Linked DNA regions of Zea mays: region 2 is linked to region 1. Evidence: chromatin contacts called from public Hi-C data. All regions are on one chromosome and are shown on one strand. The core of a region is the stretch at or near the end of the contact, and the rest is flanking DNA. Distances in the headings are between cores, read along the strand shown. Region 1 holds the start of LOC100285091 (endoglucanase 1). Region 2 has its middle 150 kb from the start of LOC100285091.

Region 1 (7,263 bases), core at 2,887-5,386:
ACAAATACGTATGGAAACAAATCCGGATGTCACTATTTACCATATTTTATCTGAATCCAAATACGGATATTATCGGATACGAATACAAAACAGATAGTTTGAATTCGGCTTTACATTCGGATACTTACTTGATTTGGAACATAGCGTCATAACAAGTATCAATGGATTTGGAACACAGCACCATATTACAAGCAAATTATGAACATAATACATAGATATCTTACGAGCATATTTAATATATATATATATATTCTTTAACAATAAATATATATGTCTTGCTTATATATATGTCCTACTTTAAAATAAAAGGTTGGAAAATCTTCTTAATCTTTTATGTCACGCTTTTATCATCAAGATATATATTAATGTAAATTTTTGGAAATTGTTTAACTATATTTCCATATCCTTTTATAATTTTTATAAATAGGTATCTAGTAATACATTTGATTGATATAAAGTAGTAAATGTACCAACAAATTTAATTTGTCAATCCAAAAAGACATGAATACCCTATATGAACGTGTGACCAAAATGTAAATAAAAATAATTAAGAAACTAATCTGTAAAGTGTGAAGTGGATGATTTTAGTTAAGTGTTTCTAAAACTTAGTTTAGATGTGTTCTGCTTGTAAACACTTTGACACAAAAAAGTTGTAAAATCATTTGAAACTTTTATGTCATACTTTTATCATCAAAATATGTGACCATGCAAAATTTTGGAATTTCTTGACCATGTTTACATATTCTTTTATAATTTCTATAAAAAGTTATGGGCTAATTCATTTAATTGATATAAAATAGTAAATATTCCAAAAAAAATAAATTTGACATTCTAAAATGAATGAATACCCTGTATGAATGTGTGTACCAAAATGTAAATGAAAATAATGAATAAATTAGTATATATAAGTTAAAGTGGAGAGTTGCAGTTGAATGCTTATGAAACTTATTTGAGATGTGTTCTATTTGACATTTAGCTGAATGAATGTCTTATATAAATGTGTGTACTAAAAATAAAAGAAAATAATGAAGAACATAGCGTGAAGTGGAGATTTATAGGTTAAATGATTATGAAACATAGTTGAATATTATATTTTTTAAACAAATTATGTATATCAGGTATATTTGTATTTTGGACTCTAAATATATAATTTTTGTATATTAGGTATATTTATATTTTGGACTCTAAATTCGCAATTAGTGTTTTTAATATTGATTAAAACTTATCATTTTATATCACTAGTAATGTAAGAACATAATTATTTGTTTATCATATAAATATTTTTCACTTTAAATGGTGTATATCATTTTCTAGTATAATATTAAAATTAGAATCATTTGTAATTAATAATTAGTATTAAAAAGTAGGTTTTAAATTGTTTCATGGATACAAATAGTATCGAATATTTCACGGTTTTGTCAAATATGGATCTAAAATTTGATAGAGAAAAATTAAATTAGATATGTACATTTAACATTAATATTAAAATAGGAGTCTAGACATCCAAATCTGAATAAATAACCTGACCTAATAACGGTCTAGACAAGTAGGTTGGCCAACAAGGTTAAAGGACGACCCGACTAAATTAGGCAGAGTAACACTCCCTCCGTCTTAAAATAGTAATCATTTTAGCTGCAGTTATTTTAGTTCTTGATTTTTATCTCTATTTAAATTTATAATGATAAATCTAGACACATATCTCAATTATTGTATAAATGTCGAGTTTTATTTTGGGCAGAGGGAGTACATTTCCCATTTGTTATAGTTTCACGTATAAACAGTAACGATAACAAGAAATACGAAATATAAGTGGCAACGTAACGACAACACAAAATGGCGGATAGGTTCGTGGATGTAATTAAACAAAACAGTAGATAGCATCAGATAGAGTTGCGAGCTGCAACCTTAGTAGCAGTACACTTGGTGGAGCCGTGGAGCACAGTTTGTCTCCGCGCTTACATACGTGCGCCAGCAGCGGCGTCGCGTAACAAACAAATCACGCCTACGAGTACTAGTGGCAATATATTAAGACCCACAAGCGAAGCGTCCTTGGTTTTGCTTGCACTGGGGTCGTCAAATCGCGATGCTCTAATTTCCGAACAATCAATCAACACGGCAACAATTAACGCTAGGGAGCTTAGAGCTGGCCGTAGGAGTGCGCGAGGTAGGCGAGCGCGCCGACGAGCGGCGCGTTGATGTAGGTGGCCGGCTCCGAGTGCTCGTGGTCGTTCCGCTCGTCGGGGAACCTGTCCTGCATGTCGGGTCCCCCGACGACGGCACCGACGAGCAGGTTGGGATTGGCCCCACCCGCGTACAGCGCGGTGAACCCCTGCGAGCAACCGATCCTAGCCGGGTGCGCCGCCACGGACGGCAGCGACGAAGCGCGGTGGTGGATGCGGCGCGGGTACTTGGCGCCGTAGCCCACCATGTAGGACATCCCCATCGGGTTGCTCCCCAGCAGGTAGTCCACCTGCCTGCGCGCGATGGCGCGCAGCCGCTGCGGCGTGACCGCCACGCCGCCGCAGCGCACCGTCTGCTTGGCGAACGCCAGGTACTTGGCGTAGGTGAGCAGGAGGAAAGAGCTCGACGTCACGTACTGCATGTTGCTGTCGCTAAGCCTGAACAGCAGCCCGCCCCGGGTGTACTGCGTCTGGTCCGTGGCCGTGCCGGGCACCATGGAGCAAATGAAGCCGTCGGCGTGGCCCTTGTACTCGTGGAGCGCGCCCAGGCGCTGCACCAGGAACGACTTGGAGATGAGCACCCGCGCGCCCGCGTGCTTGTTGTCCCACCCGAACGTGTTGTCCGACTCGTCCGCGCCCAGCACCTGCCCGTTCGTCTGGATGTAGCTCAGGTAAGAGGGGCTCTTGGTGGCGCGGTGGAGCCACGCCGCGCCCCACAGCAGCTCGTCCTGGTACCCGGAGTAGGAGCAGTAGTACGGGCACACGTCCGCCGCCAGCCCGGTGCTGTAGGAGCCGCGGTGCTTGTCCGCGAACTCGAACACCCTCTTGGCCCTGGCGACAAGGCGGCTGGCGTAGGCCGGGTCGGACTTGCGGAAGACGAGGGAGGCGGCGGCGAGAGCCGCGGCAGTCTCGGCGGCGACGTCGGATCCCGGGGTGCCACGGTCCACCTTGTACACCGTCCTGGGGGTGTCCATGTCCTCCGGCCGCTCCCAGCACGCGTGGTCCTTGGTCGCGTCACCGACCTGTGATGACCACAGAAGGGAGTGCGGAGATCGATCAGATCAGCTTGCGGTGCGCCCCCACTGCCACCAATGTGTAGACGCAACACCAGCAGTGCTTGCTTGGCCCACATGGCGATGGTGTTAACCGTGCAAGTACTAACATTTCATATTTCCATTGGTTGTGAAAAAGGAAGCAGCCTTTCGTGCTGTGCTGCTTGTACTACTAGCTAGTGAGTTTGACCATGACTCGCTCGATGAGGAACAGGAGCAGGAACAGGAAGGCAACAACTCCACTTGCCTGGACGTAGATGGTGTCCGGGTGCGCCGTGGCCTTGAGCAGGTAGTCGGCGCCCCAGCGGACGGCGTCCCTGGCGTGCTGCAGCTCCGACTTCATGAGGCCGCCAAACTCCACCACGCTCCACGCCAGCATCGTCATGCTGAACGCCATCGGGAACCCGAACTTGACGTTGTCACCAGCGTCGTGGTACCCGCCCACCAGGTCCACCTGCCCGCCACACATTCAACAAGAACGCCGGCCATCAACAGATAAAACAGGACTGAAAGCAGAGAGGCCGTCCGGTGACATAACCTCCACGCTAGGGAGTACTTACCTTGGCGGAGTGACCGTCGGAGAGTCCCGAGTCCCTGCGCCAGGACACGCGCTGCGACGGCGGCAGCTTGCCCGACCGCTGGCCCTCGAAGAAGAGGATGGACTTGACGAGCGCGTCCCTGTAGTCGTGTGCGGCGGGGCCATGGTGCCCCCGGGAGGCAATGGCGTCGCCTGGAAGGCGGAGGGCAGACGAGAGCAGGACGAAGACGACGAAGACGCAGCGGAGACGAGCCATGGCCGGCCAATGGACCACCTCCTCGCTCGCCTACTGGACAGTGGACACTGGAACGTCGCCGCTCACTGTCACTGGCCACTGGCTCCCGTCTCCGCACTGCCTCCTCGCTTGGCACAAGTGGCCACCCGAGCGCTGCTTTTAAAGGCGCGCGGGACTGTTTTCCGCCGTATATTTATTGTCGTTTCCTTTTTCGGTTTTAGAACGGCCATTACTTTTCTCCCGCCATGGACGCGTGCCCCGAGAGCCCTCTGAGCTCCTTCACATGGACATGGGCATGGCGACTGGCTGGCATGCGCCAGTGAGCGAGCATGGGTGACAGGGTCAGCCGCTTCGTCAAGGAAATGGTATCCATGTCGTCAGTGGCAGAAAGAACAGGTTTTGCTTTTTTTAAGCCCATTTCGGCGCATGAAAACGGGGAAAAAATGGGTGGGATAAGATAGATGCCTCCCTGGCTCCCTGCAGAATGCAAATGCGCGACGTGCTTCAGCTTTTGTCCATTGTGGCTGCCGAGGAAATCGCCATTGCCAAGAAATCAAGCACGGTCAGGCTTTGGTTTCTCAAGGCGGCGAATTGGTTTTTGTTAATGGAAGCAGAGCTCGGAAATGGGAAGAGGCAGACGGTTAGCTCAAGGAGCTTGGCCCACCACAGCAATAACTTTGCAGACGAGGGAACCGTGCAGCCATCACCGCCGGCCGTTAAGCCACAGGAGGAGCACTTTTCCGATTTTTTAATTTGAGCGGCACAAGATCCCGCTCTTTCGTTGCTCAGGGACCCCGAGCGCACGAACAAAAGGTAGGCCCGGTTGTCTCCAGCGGATCAGGATCATGGGTGCTGTTTTTTATTAGTGTTGAGTAGAGTTGGAAATAGTAGATTCGATAAAAGATAGAATAGAAATGATATAGGAGATAGTTTTATCGATCTGGTGTAGAGATGGCAAATGTGTATTTTCCGTCGGGTTTTAGATCCTCGTCCTGGTTCCGCAACAAAAAAAAATTCTCACCAAAATCCCCACGAACGCTTTCAGAGAATATTTTTCTCCATCTCTGTCGGGGATCTCCATCCCCTCTTAAGTTATAATTAGAACGTGCTTATTTTGTTACTAGTTATATGCCAATGCGTTACCACGAGACAGATAAGCGTGGGGAGCGATGCATAGGCTACAAATATAATTATTGTTTATTTATAAATACTAAGTTACGTGTGGTCTGGTGGTTAGCCCAAATTTTTGTAGTATATAGGGGTGTGGGTTCAAGTGCTTGTTCTACACTATTTTTGCGGATGCTGGACATAGCGAGGGTGAAGCTATGGTGTGCCCACATTAGGTAATTAATAGAGTAGTATAGATTAATGTAAAACATTGTCACTTATACACATTGTCAGATGTAAAAAAATCATTATGTGTACATCAAAATAAACATATTTATACAGTAAGTGATCTCTTGACAAGGTAATTATTTATTTCATCATTAATTGTTACATGAAAATATCACAACATGTAAGTTTAACGGGTCCCGAAGGAAATGGGGCATTCCCACCCCCGTTTACCCGTTGGGCCAGAACTTTTCCTCATTAACATCCCCGTAGGGAAATAAACTTCCCCATCCCCATCCAATAATAGAAGAAACCCCACGGGAAATTGGGGATCGAAGCTGTTGGGGGCCTACCTTGCCGAAGGTCCTCAAAACACATGTACTCCTGCATAATTAGATGTGTTTCAGGTGTATAATGAAGGTTGGACGAAGTTGGCTTTCAGCCGAAGCAACGTGTAGTGAAAGTGTCGTATGTATACACAAGCGACGAAGGTACGAGTCGAAGCTAATAGCTTCATCATGGAGAAAAGCTTCGAACATAAGCTAACGAAGAAGAAGTCCAATACTTGCGCAGCAAGAAAGAAAGAGAAAAGAGGACAATGTCCCTATATCATTTATAAATCATGTGTGTAAATCTTATGGGCATGTTTGTAATTTTCTACGAAGTTGTTCAACTTCCCTATAAACAGATGAATAGTGTCCTACATAAATTCACCTTTTGAAATGCCTTAGCTTCGTTTTACTTAGCCTTCGAAGCTTCTTCGTGTTATCCTATGCCAAGTTCATAGCAATTGAAAACAAGTGACCAACACATACCATGCTATTAGTGCTTGCTTGAGCTCATAGAGCGCCTTTTTGAGCTTAAATACATGAGAGTGATACTTATCATCTTCAAAGCCGAGAGATGCTCAACATATACTTCTTCCTAGATTAGCCCATTGTGCAATGCACTTTTCACATCCATTAAAAACAACTTGAAATCCTAGTAAGCAGCATAGGCTAATAAAATACAACTTGGCTCAAGTCTAGCTACACGTGCAAAGGTTACATAAAAATCCAAGCCTTCGACTTGTGAGTACCCTTTGGCCACAAGTTGGGCTTTGTTCCTTGTCGCCACTCCATGTTCATCATGTTTATTACGGAATACCCATTTGCTTCCTACAATATTTTGGTTAGGACGTGGTGTCAAACCTCATTTCTTTTAAAGTTGTTGAGCTCCTCTTGCATGACCACCACCCAGTCTAGATCCTTTAATGTGTCTACAATCCTGAAAAGCTCAAGAGAAGACACAAAAGAGTAATTTTCATAGAAAATTGTAATTCTAGAGCGAGTGGTTACCACTTTTGTATATCACCAAGGATCATGTTGACTGGGTGGTCTCTCTGAATCGCTTGATGGACTCTTGGATGTGGTGGCCTTGTTGCTTGTATCCCTTAGCCATACTTCTTATTTTGTTCTTCTTCTCCCCTTGATGTATGCTCCCATCTTGAGCTTGCTCATTATCTTCAACTTGTTCCCCATCTTCTTGAGCTTGCTTTTCATCCTGAGTTGGAGAAGATGCTTGTGTGGATGATTGAAAGGGAAATAGGGCTTACCATTTCCTATAATTAATTTTGGTGGTTGATGACCAACACAAACAAGTGGACTAACTAGTTTGTCTAGAATTCATGTATTATAGGTGCATAAGATTCAACACAAACCAAGAAAGAAATCAAGTTAGGGACTCAATCAAAAATCGGAGCAACCTTGAGTGTGCTGAAAGATGGTGCATCGGACTGTCCGGTGCACTAGGACCGTACAGACTTAAACCAGCCATTCTCAGGAAAATGGAGACACGCTCTGCTATAATTCACCGGACTGTTTGGTGAGCCAGCGGAGCAACGACTCTCTGCGCCAATGGTCGACTCTACAAAAGCTACAGTTAGCA
Region 2 (7,263 bases), core at 2,249-4,748, 150 kb before region 1:
GAACTGAATCTGCTTTTGGCACTGGTCATCTCGTAGTAGCCAAGCTCGAGGAATTTTGGATTACCCCTTGGCAAACCAGAGATGAGGTGGACAACTTGAGCTGTTATCGGCAACAAGTGGCCACCAACTTCAATGTGCAAAGGATTATCATGTACACTTGAAAGTAGATATGCCACCAACACCCTATCTTCAAGGCCTTCTATATTCATTATCAGCAACAAACCAAACCCAAATCCTTTATCCTTTCCTTTAGCATGTTCGACAATGTAAGCGTTGTGTTATTCACAGCAGTTGGAGAGCACCTCATTACTGTGTACCTCCTTTTTCATTGTGCAGTCAGTTATAGCATTTGCGTGCCTCCTTTTTCATCGCTTCTAGGGTTTCACACTTTGTGTGTACCGATCGGAAATTCGTTCTACAGTTGTTGCTGCGGCGTGGATACTGCAGGGTGCTTCAGGTATGGTTTTCCTCCACCCCCATTGAAATCGTTTTTGATTTTTAATGCAGTTTATTCAAAGAGCATTTTTACATTGGAAAGGGGCGGAGAGGGTGAGTACTAGTTAGTACTAGATTTATGCATACTATTTTTTTAAGTGAAACATTCTCTGTAGGGTTATCTGTTAATATATTATCGAGTCAGTAATATGTGTATCATTCAGTAATAATGGTGAATAGTCAGTAAGCAGATATTTATAGGATAACCCTGTAGTGTATAGTCAGTAATAACCTCGACTATTCAATAATAACGTCGAACAACGGTAATATTTGTCATAGATTTTTTGGTGCCTAGATTTGTTTTATGAGTATAGTAAGTATCAATGTTGAATATTCAGTAGTAAAGTTGAACATTCAGTAGCAACGTCGAATATAGTTTTTTTTAATTTGTTTTACAAGCATAGTTAGTAACAACGTCGAATATTCAGTAACAACGATCAACAGTTAGTAATATACATTCGAATGGGGTAACAATCTACTTTATAGCAGTATATAATAGGCAGTCAGTAACTATTTTTTTCAAGTTATAAGAATTGGTAATATAAACAATATTCAGTAACAACATAGAAGAGTCAGTATTATAGGGGTATGGACATATATTTTTTGTATCTGATTTTTTATGTTTTACTGTCGCAAACAATGTCAACAAAGGTATATCCTACTAGTACTTGAACAATTTAAGTTCCATAGGAAATACAACAGTTCTTAGACTTTGATCATTTTTACATGCATGCAAATGAGAATGAATCTCTAGAATATGGTGTGGAACAAGTCTCTACTATCTATTAAGGCAATACTGTAGACCATGGCACTACCACGACTTCACCCTCCCCAGACCCCACTGGCAGATATGCAGCCCGTCGCATCCTCTATTGGTCATTCCGATCTCGAGGCCTAAGCATGGCGGCCTTGCATTGGAGGCCCAAGCCCAACACAACTAGCTTCAGTTTGGTACACCTGGTGGCTCGATAGTCCGGCAACAATTAGCAACATCTACATGCACGTAGAAGCGGTAGTTGAGTTTAAGCGCAGAAACAACCCCAGCCCCAGCAGTGTATAGTTGGCGACAAGTCTCCCAAGCAACGCAATGGCTTTTTATTACCTCTCACTTACAAGTACAGTTGTAGTATATGTTCATGTATGCACACACTCACACCAAAACGCACACCAACTCACCCCTACCGTACACAAGCAGACCATGACTCCACCCTCCCCAGGCCCGCACACGCTCACCAACACCCATGTCGCCTCCCGCACCCTTCGCGTCTTCACGCCATCCGCAACCTCCATGCCATGTCAGTTGTTGCATCCCACCCGCCCACTCCACAACAGACTACCGCCCGCTTCTCACGTCGTGGACTCGTGGTACTCCACCCGTAAGGAGGGTGCCCGCCTAGATAAGGTTGCATCGGTTTCTCCCATAGCCACCACTGCTGAATGGCGATTGATTCCAATAATTGGTGGGAGCTTTCCTCACTAACCTAACCGGCCAACAACTCACGATCGAGTGTCATCTCGCCAGACACTCGTCCACAAGCTCGACGACGCCTAGATGAAGCTGACGCTGAGGTTCCACCTCACTGCCACCCCCGCAACGCCGACATCGGCCTCAGGTCCGGATTTGGACCCGCAGCATCCACTGTCGTTCCCGACCACGAGGCACCATCACTAGCGATGGCGTCGCCGAGCGGCGGTGAGTCTCCCCGTGACGCCCAGATGAGGTTGACGCCGAGGTTCCACCTTACCACCCAAGTGATGTTTGTTGTTTCGTATATATGTTTCATACTAATTTTTCACTCCCGCGGCAACGCACGGGCATGAACCTAGTGAACACATAGAACAATAATGGAGTCTTGGAAGAGTTCCGGGAACTCTAGTATCTTCTGAGCAACGTGTACTAATGATTTTCAGATATAATGAGAATTAATGCACATATAAAATATACGCCTATATGTAATCAAGTGTCTTAGCATAAGGTAACATCCATATCTAAATTAAACTTTCGAGAGTGGACATCCTTAGCTTCAAATTGAACAGATTAAGGTCATTGAAATCGAATAGAAGGTGAGGGATTTGAACAAATTAAGGTCCACTGTGTGAGGCGACACCAAGGAGAGCAGAGAGTTGTTGGGGGAAGTGATTTAGGGGGTGTTTAGGAGAGCTCTCACGACTCTGCTCCCAGCGAGAATCACTTATGCCGAGTTAAACGATAAAAATCTAAACTGCTCCGTTGTGGGAGTGGAGTGAATCTAGTCTCTATATTATATTGTACTAGAAAGTGCGAGCAAAAAATATGCTTTCCACCGCTCCCAACCTACTCCTCACTCTCTAATCCCTCAAGAATTAATTCACAACCTATTTGTCAAACGGTTTTCGTCAAATAGATTTACTTCCGGTAGAGAATCACTCGAAATCACTCTATTACAGAATCAGGTCTCTGAGTTAGATAATCATGGAGCGGAACTCTACCAAACTTTGGGTAGGAGTGGAATAGACGTGACAACCAGTTATATATATACAAGGTGAGGGACTGAGCCAATAGGAGAGAGTCGTTGGCCGTTGCTGTCTAGCAGAGCTAGGGCTGGAAAAAAGCTCGAAGCTCGTGAGTCGCGAGTGAGCCAGGTTTTCGAGCTCGTTGAGGCAACGAGCCGAGCGAAGCCGCTCGGGCTCGCGAGCCGGCTCACGAGCTGCACAAAAATAATCAACCTACACAATAATGATGGATATTGGTTAATTTATAGATATCTGACTCGTTTCTTAGTCTTTAATGGTGTATGTATATAACAATTATAATTTAGATTACTTGTAATGTCGTGTTATGATTATTTATTTTATGTTTATAGACCATTAATTAACTATATAATATGATGTTAGTTTTTAAAGTGTAGCTCGCGAGCCGAGCCTCCTTTTAAAGGTCGGTGAGTAGGCAAGGCGAGGCGAGCCGAGCCAAGCTCGACCACTGAGCGAGCCACACCTACCCGGCTCGTTTCCAGAGCAGTCATCGTGTATGCCGTTGTTGGCCGGACCAGCACGCTCCTTCGTACCGGGATAAGACTCTGAGTCATACCAGGCTTAAAACCGTGCTGTCATACCTCGACATGCATGAACATCTATAGATCGCTATTCTGCTGGTGGTTATGTACAATGCCGCGAAATAGGTGATCAAAGGCGTGTTACAATGTTAGTACTGCTATATAAGCGTACAATACGGTATACGGATCACACATTGTCTCTGCGTTCACAAATCACAACAATGAGCTTCGCTTTCGGTGCCGCTTTGCCGCTAGTCGTAGGCTAGCTCGTCGCATGCAATGTTAGTGCGGGCGGCGTGGCCGTTTCTGTGGAAGGGCCAAAGCTTTTTCCCTTTGCGACTCGCATCGCAGGCAGAGAGAGGCAGGACCGCAGGAGGCGCCCTGTTGCTGCACCAGCCTACCGAGCCTGACGACGACCTTGGTGCTACGCATGCATGTGGCTTTCTCAGCACGAACAGGTACAGTACAACGGCCCCATGGAACAGGTCTAGTTAGCGACACGCCCTACAAGTGTACTAGCAGTAATATATTTTGCGTACGTAGCGTCGTGACAGCCAAATGCTTACTGATGCGCCTTGGCATTTGCTTTGCTAGTAACACGAATCTATCTTGTCCATTATTTAAGCTACAGGTGATCCATCAAACGCATTCTGATGAGCTCACAGGCTGGCTGGCGACCAGCTGCACTGAAGCAGCTCTCGTGTCATCTGTCATGTGGTAGTATGCACGTGCACGCCACGCGAGGGCAAGGCCCGCCTCTGCGCCGAGTTACGAGGCGACCAACGTGCTCCGTCAGGGTCAAACACACGGCTGACCATGCTGTCAGGCGCGCACACTCCTCGAACAAATATTGGCGGGAAGGATGGCGCCGCGGCACCATGAACATTCTTCAAATTTACCTCCTGGTTTTGGGAGGATGGACAGCCTTTGTGAGTTATTTATCCAATACCGTACTGCACGTATCGCGTTCTCCTATGCGGATTAGATTGACTCAAACGTTTTCTGTGTAACCGTATTTTACTAGTGAGATGCCGGTACATTTGTAACACCCCGAGGGTCCACAAACACCCAGAATGCTACTAAACAACACTTCTGCCATCTATATATAAAATTTCGGCAGCATCCCCTTTGCAAAATTGCATAGACGAGGGGGCAACAGTGTATAAACATATATCATGACAAAAACATACTAAGTACTATTAATCGGCTAGCAAAGAGAAGTTAAACATACGACATGAACTAAATTAACTAGTGCACACGACTAGTTAAAAAACAAACTTCCTTTGATAATAAATTTCTAATTAAATCATGGCTGCACCTCGGCAGCGCTATTGTGAGAGTGAAAGTGGACGTGCTGCTACTCCCCTCATTCCCAACATGTATCAAGTACCTGCATTGAGTAATGCAAGAGTGAGATGACACATCTCAGCAAGTAAAATAATATCAAACTGTTTAACCACATAAGAACATTGTTTTACCACCACTTGATTCCACAACCTTCTTATTACGAAGGTGCAGCACGTATACAACGTACAACACACCTAGTCACCACACCTCGCAGGTAGAAACCACAATAGTAACATAGTAATGTCACACTTCATATATATATACCTCATGAGTGCAAATGTCTGCAAATGCAAGAATGACTTCTGCCTTCATACCTCTAAGGATATGAAGCCGCATCGTACCCCTCCTCGGGCAACGTACGATGCTAAAAATGTACCGGTACGGTCGGACCATAAGATCACGACATAACTTCACAATGCAAGATGGATGATGCGATGTGCATGTCATGCCTACAACACTTCATATAACGTGATTCAAAAAGATACTTCAACTTCATCCAAGATGGGAATCAACCACATATATCATTAACAAATTATGATCATCCACAATATTAGACAATTGAGAATTAATACTTCCAAACAAATAAACTTCATCATAGAATTCAATGATTAACATAATTAAACTTATGCATACTCAATGACAGGGAATAGGATGCAAACCAAACGGTAGCAACCACCACTGTATTTACTTGCCTTTACCGGAAGTTCAGGCAAATCCCTAAGTACGATCCGGAAGTCCACCATCTGTTTTTGACACACAACTTAGTGCACCAATTTCACATAATCAGGCTCATGAGCGACGCTGCACCTACGCACAAACTCAAACCCCGCCGCGGGTTACATCTCTCCCCACACCCACCAAACTGCAGCGGGGCTGCTTAATAATTTCATAACTTTAAAATTATGACAGCAGTGGTAACAAACAAAAACTCCAGAGGCATCTACATAAAATTCCCCACAAGTTTTGTACACAATTTATAATTAAATTCCAACATCTAATTAGCCCAAAACAGTCCACAAGATGAACCCTGTAATCTGTTTTTTTTTTGTCTTTTGGACAGCGACATACCCGGATTCAAACAGCGATATCTTTTGAAATATAATTCCAAATCAAGCGCATAAGTACTCATTGGAAAGATAAGACAAAGCCCTACATTATTATCATACTGGTTAACACTAATTACCCACGAAAAATGCCCAGAAACTGCTAATACTACTGCTGTTCACCCACCTGAAAATCTGTTTTTTTGGACAGCAACATAACCGGATTGAAACAACGATATCTCCTAAATTATAACTCCGAATCGAGCGCATAAGTACCCGTTGGAAAGGTATGACAAAGCTCTACATGATTCACCCACTGATCCCCACTAATTACCCACGAAAAATTCCCAGAAATCCCAAGAACTACTGTTGTTCGCCCACCCACAAAATTTCAGGACAGCACCTCTACCGATTCGGATAGGTAAACATATAATCAATTGGATTACAACACAATTAAACAAGATAAAATCTCAAAATCACCTTGAATCCTCCCCCTTTCCGCCCTTCTTCCCTCCACCAAAATCCAATTGGAGACATGCACCAACGCGACGTAGATCCGAGCGGGAAAGGAATGGCACCTTGGAGAGAAGGGCTTGAGGAGGGGGCGGCTAGGGTTTGATGGGGGAGGTGGGGTGGCGGCTGCAAATGGGTGGAGGAGTGAGAGGGGCGTCCTCCAAGCCTAGAGAGAGGGGGGGCGGCTGCACAAGAGAAAGGGGAGGGGGGTGGCTGAAAAAAATCCCAAGGGATTAAGGGAGGGGCGGCTAGGGTTAGGGGAACTAGTGGGCCGGATCAAGAACCACGGCCCAACTCGTTCACACGTCAACCCCCAACCCCCCCTAGCGCATGAGTCTAACCAAAATTCTACTATTTTACTGTTGAATGCTTCCCCAAAAATTCCCAACCCCAAAAGCGTACCACCCGAAAGAAAGAAGGAAAAAGAAACAAGGAAAGAATAAACTCCAACTTCTCTTCTTTGCAAACTGGGTATCACACTCTACCCCCCTTGAAAAGAATTCGACCTCGAATTCTGACGCTTCTATCTGAACGACCAAAGGAAAGATCAGCGACGACAAAAACTCACCCCATAACGAAAAGTTCGGGGTACTTCTGCCGCATCAGCTCCTCGAGCTCCAAGGATTCTAGGATACGCAGCAGACGACACTCTAGAGTCAGGTCTTGCTACATGGGAATCGACTCTAGCTCGATTTATTGATCTGGATTCTGCAAATACTTTCTCAACATAGAGACATGGAATACATGGTGTACACTGATCATAGACTCCGACAATTACATGTGCTAAGCCAAGCTGCCAACTCGGCTAAGATAGTAGACGGTCCTATATACCT

Evidence for each region. Hi-C and Micro-C count contacts between places; a contact is called where the count stands out from the background.
Region 2: a contact with region 1 is called in a Hi-C map of ear, with 2.3 times the contacts expected there. The contact joins the enhancer-like site here to the promoter of LOC100285091 in region 1. A contact is called at or near these places in 2 of 25 Hi-C or Micro-C datasets (ear and tassel).

The regions. Positions count from the first base shown.
Region 1 is chr8:35,949,719-35,956,981 of Zm-B73-REFERENCE-NAM-5.0, reverse strand. LOC100285091 (endoglucanase 1) reads right to left here and starts at 4,136. Exons shown (of 3, transcript NM_001157986.1): 1 at 3,793-4,136; 2 at 3,480-3,686; 3 at 1,835-3,202. The coding sequence starts at 4,026. The coding sequence ends at 2,138.
Region 2 is chr8:36,098,151-36,105,413 of Zm-B73-REFERENCE-NAM-5.0, reverse strand. No RefSeq gene overlaps it. Among protein-coding and RNA genes, the nearest start is that of LOC100285091, 150 kb to the right of the region's middle. Within about 2 kb of position 3,498, at least 9 of the 20 cell types and tissues checked have an H3K27ac peak or open chromatin away from gene starts, as enhancers often do. A contact at or near this core is called in ear and tassel, where this site is marked.